Regions from separate parts of the Sus scrofa genome. Here regions 2 and 3 are each linked to region 1. Evidence: chromatin contacts called from public Hi-C data. All regions are on one chromosome and are shown on one strand. The core of a region is the stretch at or near the end of the contact, and the rest is flanking DNA. Distances in the headings are between cores, read along the strand shown. Region 1 holds the start of EDEM3 (ER degradation-enhancing alpha-mannosidase-like protein 3). Region 2 holds the start of SMG7 (protein SMG7). Region 3 holds the start of RGL1 (ral guanine nucleotide dissociation stimulator-like 1).

Region 1 (4,495 bases), core at 1,106-3,605:
AGCTGGAGCAGAGCAGGATCCTTAACCCACTGGGCAGGAAGGGGGATTAAATCCTTGTCCCAGTGCTCCCAAGATGCTGCCAATCCCACTGCACCACAGCAGGAACTCCCAACAAGCATCTTTTATTGCTATTTTATTTAAAAACTAAATCAAGACTCTTGCAACAATTTAAACAATGTGGAAGCCTGCATATAAAACAAAACCTGATGGTTCCACCTCCCCTCCATCCTAACGCGAGGAGGCAGTCATCTTTCAATGTTTTCCTGAGCTTAAACAATTTCTTTCTGGTTTTTGTTTTTTTAAAAACATGGGACAGGGAGTTCCCTGGTGGCCTAGCAGTTAAGTATTCCCTATTGTTACAGCTGTGGCTCAGGTTAGATCCCTGGCGCAGGAATTTCTGCAATGCCTCCAGCATGACCAAAAAAAAACAAAACAAACAAAAAAATAGGATGGCACTAGAGATATTATTCTACAACTTACATCGTTTCTGTCTTGGGAATATATCCCGTAGCCTTCTAAAGTCCTACCTCCTCCTTAATGTCTGAATATTATTCCATAACACGGATGTTCCAAGGAACCAGTTCCATTAGTTCAAAATGCACACTCTTGCACACCTATCTCTAACAGTGTTTTCTGTAGGACAGATTCCCTGAGATGGGATTAATGAACCAAGAGTACATACTGTTTAAATTTTAGTAGACACTGTCAATAAGTTACGGCAATTTACACTCCCATCAGGCTTCTTCCCACATCCCACCTATCCAGTACTCTATCCATGTATTGCGTTTTGTTGATTAACTTGATGGCAAAAAACAAAACAAAAAAAAAAACCCCAGCTATTTCATTTTTTTTAATCTCTCAGATTATAAGACTGAGTAACTTCATGTTTACTGACCATCTGTATCTCCTCTTGTGTGAATTAATTCTAAACACCCTTTGCCCATTTTCTACTGGTTCTTGGCTTATTCCTTATTTGTTTGTGGGACCTATTGTACATTAGGGATAGTGACTCTGGGTTCAATGCTGTACAGATAACTGAAGATTTACGGCTTTCAAGACTAATATGGAGATCCTGATGTGGCTCAGTGGAAACGAATCTGAGTAGTATCCATGAGGACACAGGTTTGATCCCTGGCCTTGCTCAGTGGGTTAAGGATCCACATTGCTGGTGAGCTGTGGTGTAGGTCCTAGATGTGGCTCGGATCTGGCGCATTGCTGTGGCTGTGGCAGAGGCCTGCAGCTACAGCTCCAATTCGACCCCTAGCCTGGGAACCTCCATATGCCGGCGGGTGCGGCCCTAAAAAAACAAACAAAAAAACCTATTAAAACTACTTTGAATAAAAAAGCATAGTTAATTAGGTCTTTTAAATATTGCCATCAAATACTATCCTATTAGGAAAGTGCAAAACAAGAAAACACCACAAGGAAATGGTAAAGTGTTTAAAGTTCAGGTTCCAATGAATACCCCCTTTTCCACAGCAGGTGTAAACATGATTTCCTTAACTACTGTGGGATCAGCAACATTTTCCCAGCTGGGAGCTCACTTATGCGAGAAATCTCACCACGTCCCTGATGAAAGACAACCCGCAGAATTCTCACGCGCAGGGACACGCTGCAGCCCCCTTCACCTGCCACTGACATGGCAGCCGCCTTGACACACCGCGGCTGGCCTCAAGGAGCTTGCACATGTCACCGACGGCCCCAGAGACACCCCGAGAGTCCCCTCGAGATCGCATCGCGGGCGGTGGCCCCGTCCTTCCTGCACCCTGTCCACCCCGCCAGGGTCCTCTCGAGGCAACAGCCGTCCCCATCGCGACAGGAGAGGCCACTGCGCGCCCAGGTCGCAATGACAGGCACCTAACCTGTGGTCAGCCTCACGAGGAAACCCACCCCAGGCTGCCAAGCGCCCTTACCCAAGCCTCTGTTTCTCCTCCCTGCTCATGGGCGCGGCCCCCGCCGTCCACACGGATGTGGCTGACACCAGACAGAGCGCGGCCGTCGCCGCCACCAGGTTCCATGGCGCTCGCTGGGGGACCCGAGACCCACAGCCCCTGCCGCCGCCGGCTCCGCTCATGGCCCCGCGGTTCCGCGCACGCGCAGCTGCTACGCCCGGCCGGTGGGACACATTGCTGGACGCCGGTGGCAAAGGGGCTGCGAGCCGTGCGGAGGGCGGGATGCGGAGGAACGCGAGCGGTCGCCGTCGCCGAACGGTTTCCCGAAGCCACCGAGCCGGTCCCCAGCGCCAGCGCTGCCACCGCCCTCCGCCCTCAGCGGCCCAGAGCGCCTCCCCCAGCTTTCCGGTGTCGTAGTCTAGGAAACCACCTCCCCCGACGCGACTTCCGGGTAGGGCCCCAGACGCTGAGCCTCAGGACCAATGGGGACCGGATCAGAGAGGGGCTGGCTCCGGGGACAGGAGAGGGTATTGGCCAGCAGAAGTGAGACGTGGACAAAAGGCGGGACTGGGGAGGGACCTCTAGCCTCGGCCGTCCTCCGACCCGTGAACTTGAGACCTGAAAACTACCGGTCCCAGCGTGCACTGCTCCCTCCTCGGAGCTCTCGCAGTTGGATCCGCCGGGCTAAAATTCCGGGGTGGGCGCGCTGCACCCTGGGACATGTGGTTCTCCGAGGGGCACGGGCGGTTCCTGCGATCTGGCTTTCCCTGGCGTCTTGCACCAGCCCTCCCTTTGTGGGTTGCATAGTTCCCAGGAACCTGTCAGCTCTTTAGCCTTTTTCCTGCAAATACATTTCCGTGAGTGCCGGCTAGATGAGGCTCACATGGCCTCAGGTCCGTGCTGCACGCCATAAGGAATAGTAGTCCCTAAATGCATACGCTTTTGGAGTTGTCCTCTGCCCTCACCGAGATTGCAAAACGTTAAAGGCAAAAATGAATCGAGCCTTTGACGGCAGTGTGCTGAGAGTTTTCCTTGTAATCGCTCATGTACTCTTGGCAACTTTAATTGGTAAGTACCCCGGTCCCATTTTGCAAACGAGGAAGCTGAGGTCGGAGAACTTAGGTTACAAGCCTCATCTGCTGGGTTAGATTCCAACCAGCTTCTGTGACTCAGAAGTCCTCGCATGTAACCACAAGGGTGAAATGAAGGAGGGCAGGGGAGGCCTCGCACTTGCTTAATAATAGTTATCTTAAAAGCTCAATGTAAGGAAAATAGTGTGAGCTGCAAAGAACGTTTAATAAAGATTGGAAATTGCAATTTATTTTGATCACCCATTCCCACCGATTCACATTGGTAAAATGAGAATTAGGTTCCTCTTGAAAATACACATCGTTTTTCACACGTGGTAATTGAGTGGGTAGGTGTGGAGTTTAGGAGCTTGGATTTGACCTCTATGACCACAGGAAATTGCTTTCTCCTCGTGCCCTCAGCAGCTGAGCTGCCTTTCTGGAAAGTTTCTTCCTTGATTTCTATCACCTTGCATCATCTGCTTTCCTCTCAGACGGACCATTCAGGTGAGATCAATGAATCCTCCGCCTTCATGCCCCCTCTTTGCCTTAAAATGCAGGTGCTTCCTGCATTTTAAAGTGTTTATGTGTGTGCGTTTTTTTCTTTGTACTCTATTCCGTGGTGATTTCTTCCACTTATATGGATTCAAGCATCATATCCCTGTGGTTGATATACATCCTGATTTCTAGACCCACTTTTCCTCCTCCCTAATAGAAATTCCCAAGAGTAAGCTCAAAAGTCATGTGTTCACTGATTCAAATTAATGTCAGTATCATCTTCAACGCATCCTGCTCCTCCACGGTCTGTGCCCAGTCACTTGCCAGTTAGATAGATTCTACTTCTGCTATCACTTTCTTTCTTTCTACTGCTTAGTTTAAGCCTCCATTACCTCTTTCCTGAACTATCACGATGGCCTCCTAAATTATTTCCCTGCCTCCCTAACTTTTCTCTGCATTGCTACTAGAGTTGGCATTTGAGGACATCTACAAACCCCTTGAACACATTATATCCCTTCTACCCCTGCCCTGCTCTGAAATCCTGTGGGAAAACTCACAGGTTCTCATGGTAAATCCTTTTCGGTGCCTTTGCTCACTATTCCCTCTGCTATCCCACTTTTTCTGTAGAATACTCACTACCCATGACGTCTGACTCAGATTCCATCTCCGAGGAATCCTTCCAAAACCTTCCAGCTATTAGACGTCATCCTCCTATTGTATTGTGTGTCTTTATTATTGTGTTTTTCACAGTCAGCCCTGTCCACTAGTTTGTGACTGCTTGGAGGGTATTGACTTTAGCTTATTTCTCTGTATGTTCCAAAACTCATCACTGTGCTTCTGTTAAAAATAATAAATGCTGGATATACTTGTTTCCTTATTCCTTCAGTTTCGTGTCTATAAAGTAGAAATAAGATGGTTTTTATCTACTAATGTGGAGGCTGTGAAAGCACAAGGCCACTTCTGTACAATGTTTAATTTTATCCTTTTTACAGACCTGCATCCCTATGTTGGTTCCATCCCGGATCCTCTTTGGCAGCT
Region 2 (4,495 bases), core at 1,070-3,569, 1.3 Mb before region 1:
ATTTCTTTTGGTGGAGGTGTAATCTATATCTGCAGGGGAAAAAAATGAACAATACTGTAGACAGATGCTTACATTCTACAAATCTATTGATGGGGGCCAGTAGAAAGACCTGAGATTGTAAAATATGAATTAAGCAGTATGCAAATTTGGGTCATAATTTTTCTGTGTCCTATTGATTTTTAAAAGTTATTTTCAAGATGGGCATCACTGTTTTATAATCTATAAAATGCAGATGTTACTATTCTATCTAGTTTGCAGGGACACTAAAGGTATTGAAGAATCTTATAAGATTCTTAGGAAAACTGCTATATAATACAGAGATTTATTTCTATGTTTCACCTTCATCTGCATACCTAAAGCACTCTATTCTTACCTTAATTGCCACACCCTTCATACTGGATCCTAATCAATTCTTTATTCTCTGGCATCTCTGCCAAAAGGTGCATTCCTCCAAGACAGGGACCATGTCTCCTCCATGGTGGTATGTGTAGTAACCTGGACAGTGACTGAAACACAATGAGTGCTCAGTAAATGTCTATTGAATAACACTAAACAATAAAAGGATTCATTTTTCTGATCCCAGTTTCTTTATTTCCAAAATGAAAAGACAGTAATATTTTCCTATATTGCTTGTCAGTAATCTCATGATTTGTGCTCATATACTGTTGACAGGAGATAAAAGCCTGATATAAAGGATGTTATGACTGCCAAGGGGGTGATTATTTTACATAACATAAAATTTTTATTCTGGCTAAGATCTTTTTAAAAATATAACCAGTACAGAAGTTTCTGTTGTGGCTCAGCATTAATGAACCCGACTAGTATCCATGAGGACTTGGGTTTGATCCCTGGCCTCACTCAAGTGGGTTAAGGATCCAGCGTTGCTGTGAGACGTGGTGTAGGTCACAGATGCAGCCTGGATCCCTCATTGCTGTGGTGTAGGCCGGCAGCTGCAGCTCTGATTCAACCCCTAGCCTGGGAACTTCCATGTGCCACAGGTGAGACCCTAAAAAAAAGAAAAAAAAAATCTAACCAATAAATTTCAGGAAGGAAATGCAGGGTATTTTAGGTAGTTTTAGATAGCATTAATCTCCATCCTTGGGCTCACAGGTTTAAAGGAAAAGCTGGACCCTAACCAGAGATGAGAACAACCTTTCACTAGGTGGCTCTCTTTCCTCTGAGTGGGTGGCAGGGATAAGGAGGCATTGTACAGCTGCAATCAATGCGTGTCACACTGCATCACAGAAGGTGCTTGAAGCACTCCGGGCAGAGTTCAGTTTCTATTTCATTAATTATAATGTCCTTGGGATTTATTTCAAAGTATCTGGTATTTTCATTTCCTCCAAATTTACACATAGACAGACATCGGTCGGGCCTTTTAACAGGTGCAGTTTCAGGGAAGGATCAGGAAAGCGCCTTCTCACCTAGCACAAAAGACAGCAGAAATCAGGTACCTCAACCAAACCGAAACCAAAATGGCCCTTTAAAAATTCCGATTTCAACTATTCAATGAGAGCTGTATTCCTGGAGAGGTTTATATGATTACATAGCCTAAAGTACTTTGGGATAGCTATTTAAATGACTCCACAATACAAATCGAAAAAATGTCAAATAATCCTTTCAAACCATTAGATGACCACTTCTCCAGCTACATCTTGGACACTCTATTATCATTGATCCCATTCTTTAGTCTGCCTTTTGGAGACAAAACACACATAATAATCATTCAAAACCATTTGTTCAAAGAATGAAAATCCTTTTCCTAGAAGCCTGTCATTGGAACTTTGCACCAGTATCTAAGTTTTTCTTGATACTATTTTACCCAACGCCTCCTCTCCAACCCAAAAGATACAAAATGACAAAATCCTAAAATACCCTGAGAGAACCGGAAGTTTGTAGAGGAGAAAGGAACTTGGAGGTCGGCTTTTGATCATTAAGGGGGACCCCCACTGGGGAATCATCCTCTGAGAGAGAGGGCTGTCATCAGCGTCTCACCACATCCCCAGCTCTAAAGACCACTTGTTAGCCTTCCAGGATGTGTTTCCACTTTCACTCTGGCCTCCTTGCGGCAGGAGGTGGCTCGGGAAGGCCACGAGGGGAACTCTGAGAAGATTCGGTCACCGAGGCTGTGTGTGGGGTGGGGTTTGGGGGATTTCTGTAAGGGGTCGACCCGCCGGGGAAAGTCGGACGTCTCTGTCGGCAGAAGAGGGATCTCGGCAGTCGTGTGCCGTTCTCCTCCCTCAGGGACCCCGTCCAGGCGGGATCCCGCCTCCCAGAGCCCGAGGCAGTTGTGGGGAAACCCCTCGCCCGCCTAGCTGCCAAGCGCCACCGTTCCGCCCTACCAGCTCCAGCCCGCCGCCCACCAGCCTGCAGGCTCCGCATCGTCCTCGCAGGCCCGGCCCTCCGCACACCTCGCACGGAGAGGAAAACTATGGAGGTGGTTTCCGCCCGTAGGCGGGTGGAAAAGCCCATGGTGAATGCCTCGGGGTCTCCCCCATCGCTGCGGGAAAGGGAAAGGGAGGAGGAAATGAACTTCACTCCCCAAGAGAACTACCCGTATTCCCAACCTGAGGGGAAGCCTTTGGATGGAAGGGAAGCCAAGGGGGAACCCTGGGCACTTCTCCGGGAATCCACTCGCCAAGGGAGGGTCACTCGGTGCGCACAAATTGGTTACTATGACAATACAACTGCAGCCTTCAGTTGCCTTGGCAGCTGCTTATCCAATCCGATTGGTTTCTTTTCTTCCCTGGGGCTCCACCCTATCCCCTCCAACAGTCTCCCAGCGTGAAGGGGGAGGGGCCGCAGAAAAAAAGGAGGGGGGTCCTTTAGCGTCACTCTAGGGCTCGAGGGCAGATCAGAAACGAGGGACTGGCGGCCGGAACTGTACGAGGAAGGGGAGGCGTTTCCGGTACGGAAGAGTGGAGGGGTGGAAAAAGGAAGCTAGAAATTGGGTGGAGTGGAAAGACGGGGGAAGACTTTCAGTGTAACTCCCAGTTGATTTGGGCTCAATGTTCCCGGTGAGGGTGGGGTTGCCCCCTCGCGCGGGAGGAGAGGGGTGGATTGGCCGGAAGCCGCCGAGCGTCTCCAGCGGGCTACTCAGCAGCCGCGCAGGTGCAGCCGAGCTAACAGATCCCAAGAGGGAGCGCTACCGAAAGGCGGAAATCGCCAGGAGGGACCGGCGCCGCTGAAATCTCGCGAGAGAGACCCCCACACTTCCTTCCTCTACTTCTCCCTCCTCTTTCCCCCGCCCCCATCCCTCCTCCCTCCCCCTCCCCCTCCCGGGTCGGAGTGTCCCTGCGCCCCACGGGCCGGAGCAGCAGCGAGAGCAGCTTTCCCCGCTCCCTCCCCCTCGCCTCACTCACCCCCACCCCCCCGCCGAGCGAGGAGGAGCCGGAGGAGAGGAAGATGGCGGCGGCCGCCAGCACCCGCGGTGCCGCGGGGCCGCTCCGAGGAGCCTGAGAGACCCACAGAGGCTTCGCGGGAAGACGCGGGCGGCGGAGGATGAGCCTGCAGAGCGCGCAGTATCTCCGGTGAGTGCCGAGGACGGCCCGTACGTAGAGGGGAGCGGACCGAAGGTTCGGGCATGGAGCAACAGACACAGAGGTGGTATGTCCGGGGTGGCGGGGGAGTTGCTGTGTCCTCTCGTTCTCCGACGGAGAGGCGGGGGCTGCGAGAGGCTCTGCGGGAGGGGGCGGAGCGGGCACACACATGGGTGCCTAGCCCCCACGGGCCGGCCTGAGTTCCAGCGAAGCCGGCTCCTCTCGGTGCGGGGAGGGAGGTTAGGAAAGCGTGAGAACGTGTGTGTGCGCGCGCCCCGGGTCGCGGGCTCGCAGGCGAGGGGTGGGGAGAGGCGCTCCCAGAGGCGGCCGCGACCCCGAGTGAAGGTGGGTGTGGAGGAGTCTGATGCGGGTGGCGGAGAAACCTGGTGTGGTGTGGGATTGGCTAGAGCGATGCATGGGGAGAAGACGAGGTGGAAGTCTGCACACCTGGGGTGAGTAGGGGGCTGGGAAGGAAGGACTAGTGGAGCGAGAGACCGCAGGAAGCTGGAGTTTGTTCTTCATTCTGGGGTTGGAAATACGGAGGAATAATGTCATCTGTAGTTAGTTGGCGGGTGGGGGGTTGGAGGCGTAAAGAAGGGGAATGGATGAGGAAGTGAGGAAAGAGGGAGGTACTGTGGACGGGGTTGGGTTCCCCCAAAGAACCTGGGTTAGAATCAGTGCATTTGGAAGGTACCATTCTAAGTGTCGTGTGGCTTAAGAGTGGTGTTAAGCACTTGTATGTGGGGGGGTAGTGTGACACATGGGTATAGAGTGTGAGAGTATGTGTATCTGGGGAGGATTAAGGGGGGCGATTGATGCATATTGTAGGTGGAAGAAGATGCAGACACAGTGGAACCAAGTGCATGATGGCGAGAGCATATTGAACAGAAAGACACCAGCTATTGTGCAGCTAAGAAGGTTCCATGGAAGCAGACTAAGAGCTTGGAGGTGGGGGT
Region 3 (4,495 bases), core at 799-3,298, 1.1 Mb before region 1:
AGCAGTACCATTTAAGAGTCATCATCGTTATCTAAAATGTTAGTCTCATGAAACATCATTTTTTCATCACAAAGAATGTTTTTAGACAGACATCATTTATATTCTGAAGGAAAAGGTCTGACCAAAAAAACTATGGTTGTTGGTAGACTGTTATTTTCAAGGCTTAATGGACTTCTAGAGAAGCACGCCTTCTGCAGACTGGTTCACTTATAAGACCCCAAACACTGAAGTATTTAAATAATGCAAAACAGCAACAGCTGATTGTGAAAGTCAGAGAAATCAAAGAAACATCTGTATGTTGACAAATGTTTAATGCTGTACTTTAGGTGCCTCTAAGACCAGCTGTGGTTGTGACCAAATATTTTCGCTCATATATTTCCACGTTGAATTTAATAGGACACTGAGGCGGAAAGAGTCTAAAAAGCCTTCCTTACCTTATGAATACACCCAAGGATAATGAGAAATGAGTGGGTCAGTAATTGAGAATCTTTGAAACTACAGCTTTGGTTATTGTAACATTTACATTTTCCTAAAAAAGATCTGATGCCAATACTCCCTCAAAGTCATGAATATTCAAATATGCAAAACCAAAACCCAGGAACTGACAGACACATTTTAACTAAAAGGGAAACGATTCCAGGATTACAAAATGCTTCTGTTTTGCGCAAATGATTCATTTTCTTCTATTTTATTCATTGGGGTTTATTTTAAATATTTCCAGGGATTCTCCACATGCATTCCCCGTCTTCTTTCTACTGTCCTTTGCTTAACAGGTAAAAAGCTCCCAGATTCTTTCTGGGGAGCTGCGGTGGTTTTGCACTCACTCCCTTTTCCCCAGGTAAAAAATTCTGTGCAATCTATATTTTGCCAAATCCCTGTCTCCTAAAAAAGAGCCCCCGGACTGGAAGGACGGAGGGGGCCTCAACCCTGCAAACCGCCCCATCTCTGCTGGCAGGAAAGAATCTATCCTAATGCTGCCAAAACAAAACCACTACCACGATGAAAACAAAATCACTGAAGAAAGACGCCTGTTCTCTCAATCAGACTCGGGAGCTAATGAGACCCGGGTAAATACCGTTCTGGGAGGACAACTTAAGCGCCGCGCAGCAGTCCGACTGACCAGCTGCACCGCCGCGAGGGCGCGGCCGGCCCCGCGGAATTCCCGGAGGCGAGAACTCCTGGCGCAACCTGAGGAATCCGGGGAGTGGACGGCGCGCCGGAAGGGCAGGTTCCCGAGGGCTGGACCCTGGGGTCTCGGGGCGAGTCGGTAGGAATGGGAGAGTCCCCTGCCCTCTGAGAACCCGTGACCCCCAAAGAGACCGGGTGGAGCCGTGGGCACTGGGAGCAGCTCCGCGCCCGGCTCCCGGCCGGGGCCCGCCCCCCTCACCCCCTGCCCGCAGCGGGTCCCGGAAGAAGGGCCAGGTGGGGTGGGGGGGCGGCGAACAGAAGGATATTGCCGCAGGCAGGAGTCCACCTCGCCCTCGTCGGGCCCGGCCTGCCCGTCGCCCCCGTCTTCCTCGTCCACGAACTTGTTCTCGTCGTACTCATCCACGTCTACCTTCCGGAACCGGGCCGACGACACCGTGTTCTTCGACATCCTCGATCCGGACCGGCGGCCAAGGCCTCCCCTCGGTGCTGCCTCTACCTTAGCAAGCCCAACCCGGCTGGCACCCGCAGACTGCCGCCTTCACTTCCCTCTTCCGCTCAGAGGCGTCGGCCGGCAGCCCCGGCCCGGGTGGTTCTGGGCCTGCGCGCTGGCGGCGCCTCTTCCTTCTCAGGAACGCGCTCTCCTCCAACCCTCCTCCACCACCCCCACGGCCCCCTCCCAGCCCGGGAGCGCAGGAGGGAGGGAGCGCGCTGGACGCAGTGCGCAGGTGCGGACTCGCTGCAGGAAAGGGGCGGGGCTGGGTGAAGGAGGCGGGGGCGGGAGGGGGCGGGGCAGGGGAGGGCAGAAAGCGGCGCCGCGGGCAGAGGTAAGAGGCGATTGGGCGTCCACGTGCGTCACGTGATCCCTGGGGGGTTTCCATAGAAACGCTTCTCTGCGGTCCAGCCTAGGGGGTCTTAGGTTGGCGGCGATGGGCTCGGAGGGCGGGTGGCCTTGGCTTGTGCTGCCACTGCCGCCGCCAACGACCTGCCATCGGTGTCCTGCGTAAGGTCCGGCTGGCACGGACTTGCCTGTGAGGTGGGATGGACTGGTTGCCGGACCAAGTCCCCTGCAGTTGACAGGAGTATGAGGCGGAGTGATGCACGCCCAGTCGCCCAGCATCGTTCTAGTTGTCAGAGACGTCGCTTCAGACCGTACGCCGACTGTGGCTTCGTTCCAGAGCCGGGAGCCTCTTTTTCGCGATTGGAACTACGCTGTGCGGCCAGCGGGGAGTCCCCAAGGACAGAGTCGAAAGGTCATATCTTATCTGTCAGTGCTGTGTAACAGCATCTCGACTGCACCTGCAGAATCCGAACTAGGTATCATAACCTTTGGGAAGGAGGGGGAGGTGTCTGGGCAGGGGCTGGGGTCTCGTGACAAGACTGGGATAAACCTGTGGAATTTGGGGTAGGGTCAGTCATTGACATCTTAAAATAACTGGTTGTTTGGAGCAAGAATGTTAGAAAAGAGTAGGGGCGAGTTACACTCTTTTGACGCCGAGGGAAAACAAAATGTGTAAGGATTAGTGGAAACCAAGCCTTTAAAATTTATCTTTGCCGTTTAAGATTTATATGATCCCGCTAGGCCAGCTTTTTATTATATTTGACATCCCCATTTCTGAGAGCAAAGCTCTTATTGAGCAGGTAAAAGCACTAAAACTGAGGGAATGGTTGTTGGGCTATGTGTATAGCACTGAAGTAGAAGTATTTGCAGAATAAAATTATTTTGGACATTTGTCAGGTCTAGTTTAATTCCACCTCTAGCAGAGGGCTGGCTGTTGCCCTGTTAAACCTCAATAGTTCGTTTCCTGTGCTGTAATTGAAAAGAGTACTGGGCTTAGAATCAGAGAACCCTGGCTTGAGTCCTGACTCTTCCTTGCACTCATAATCTATTGATTGATGCATACCACTTAAAATTCTGAATCTCAGGTTCCTCATTGCTAAAGTGGGGCTAGTAATGTGTACTTAATAAGATTGTTCTGATGATTAGATGCAAGAATTTTTTTGAACCTCTAAAATTCTGCATAAATATAAGATGCATGTTAGCTGTACCATGGATTTGGTCAATCGTCTTATAAATTACTTAAAAATAATTGTTTTATGTTGCCCCTGAGAGAGATGGAAAGATTCTAGAAGGCAGAGACTGTCATATTTCTTTTGTATCTTCCTTTACACCTGACATAAATCTAAGCATGCAGAAAGTACTCAATATATTCAGGTACTCAGTTATTCATTGATGAATGAAGAAAATGTGAAAGGCTGTACAGTTTGAGGGTTACACTGAGAATAATGAATCAGAAAGAAGGGAAAGAGATCTCAAAGTCAAACCTTTGTTGGATATCTATGCATACATATGTGTGTATATATCTGTATCTATATCAATATGTATATATATGTAGGCATAGATAGAGAGCTAGCTACTCAGGAATGGAGTATATCCTTTTTTCTCATGAGGAAGAAGCAATATGGCATTTTTCTTTTCCCAATTAAAATATTCTTCTATAAAATTATCATTTAAGTGAAAGAAGTGACATTTATTTAAATTAACTCTCAAGTTATGAACAAACACACTATTAAAAACTCACCTGAGGGATGTCTTAAGACAGCAAAGGAAAATTTTCTACTTATCGGTAATATTTATTTTAAAAAGTCTTACATCAAGGTATCAGATCATTACTATGGCAAATGGCATTATATAACTTAGAATAAAGATTTGTTTTAATAATTTTTTCCTCAATTTCAATCTTCTGCTAACTTGAGTAAGAGCTAAACAGTGTACTTGTTTAAATGCTAAAGATGATTATGCTTTTTGTTCTTCTAAATCAAGATTTTCTTTGTAGAGGTAATTGAACATTAGAAGCACATTTGAGAGCAAATGGAAACAAGGATTAAAGAGCTAATATATCCCTTCTCTTACATTTCTACTCTTTTGTATTAGGGCTTATTCAGGAAATCTCTTTATTCTCTCTCTCTCTCTCTTTTTTTAGAAGAAAGAAAGAACACTAGAGTAGAAATCGACTTAGGGAAAATCTAATTGTTCAAAGTATAATTGCTTTGATTGTTCAGAATTTTACTCTATATGTTGAATATGTTAAATATAATTAATTCTCAGCCACATTAGGCATATTGCATTTAAGATACAATCATGTTAAAAACATCCTTTTCCAATGCAGTATTTTTTTTTAATCTCAAAATGATAAGTATCTAGTGCATGATAGGTAGTCACACCTTTCTGTCCAATGAATTGATAATCTGACAAGTTAATTTTGGAATCATATTTAGAGATTGAGGGTTTTTTAATGGCTGCATTAATTATCTCTCTACCTTCATTAGCTAATAGTTAAATATGAAG

Evidence for each region. A called contact is a pair of places that touch in the nucleus more often than the background predicts.
Region 2: a Hi-C map of heart right ventricle shows a contact between it and region 1, with 4 times the contacts expected there. The contact joins the promoter of SMG7 here to the promoter of EDEM3 in region 1. A contact is called at or near these places in 1 of 5 promoter capture datasets (liver), 1 of 47 Hi-C or Micro-C datasets (heart right ventricle) and 1 of 2 datasets of contacts at active chromatin or transcription factors (alveolar macrophages).
Region 3: a Hi-C map of liver shows a contact between it and region 1, with 7 times the contacts expected there. The contact joins the promoter of RGL1 here to the promoter of EDEM3 in region 1. A contact is called at or near these places in 2 of 47 Hi-C or Micro-C datasets (liver and skeletal muscle).

Annotation. Positions count from the first base shown.
Region 1 is chr9:125,980,718-125,985,212 of Sscrofa11.1, forward strand. It overlaps EDEM3 (ER degradation-enhancing alpha-mannosidase-like protein 3), which reads right to left and starts at 2,356. Exons shown (of 20, transcript XM_021102628.1): 1 at 1,914-2,356. The coding sequence starts at 2,074. LOC110262256 (a long non-coding RNA gene) reads left to right here and starts at 2,397. Exons shown (of 3, transcript XR_002347094.1): 1 at 2,397-2,960; 2 at 3,383-3,466.
Region 2 is chr9:124,694,113-124,698,607 of Sscrofa11.1, forward strand. It overlaps SMG7 (protein SMG7), which reads left to right and starts at 2,320. Exons shown (of 22, transcript XM_021063792.1): 1 at 2,320-3,530. The coding sequence starts at 3,502. NMNAT2 (nicotinamide/nicotinic acid mononucleotide adenylyltransferase 2) reads right to left here and starts at 3,799. Exons shown (of 14, transcript XM_021063806.1): 1 at 3,363-3,799; 2 at 374-506.
Region 3 is chr9:124,846,310-124,850,804 of Sscrofa11.1, forward strand. It overlaps RGL1 (ral guanine nucleotide dissociation stimulator-like 1), which reads left to right and starts at 2,049. Exons shown (of 19, transcript XM_003357576.5): 1 at 2,049-2,463. It overlaps ARPC5 (actin related protein 2/3 complex subunit 5), which reads right to left and starts at 1,597. Exons shown (of 4, transcript NM_001134357.1): 1 at 1,455-1,597. The coding sequence starts at 1,597.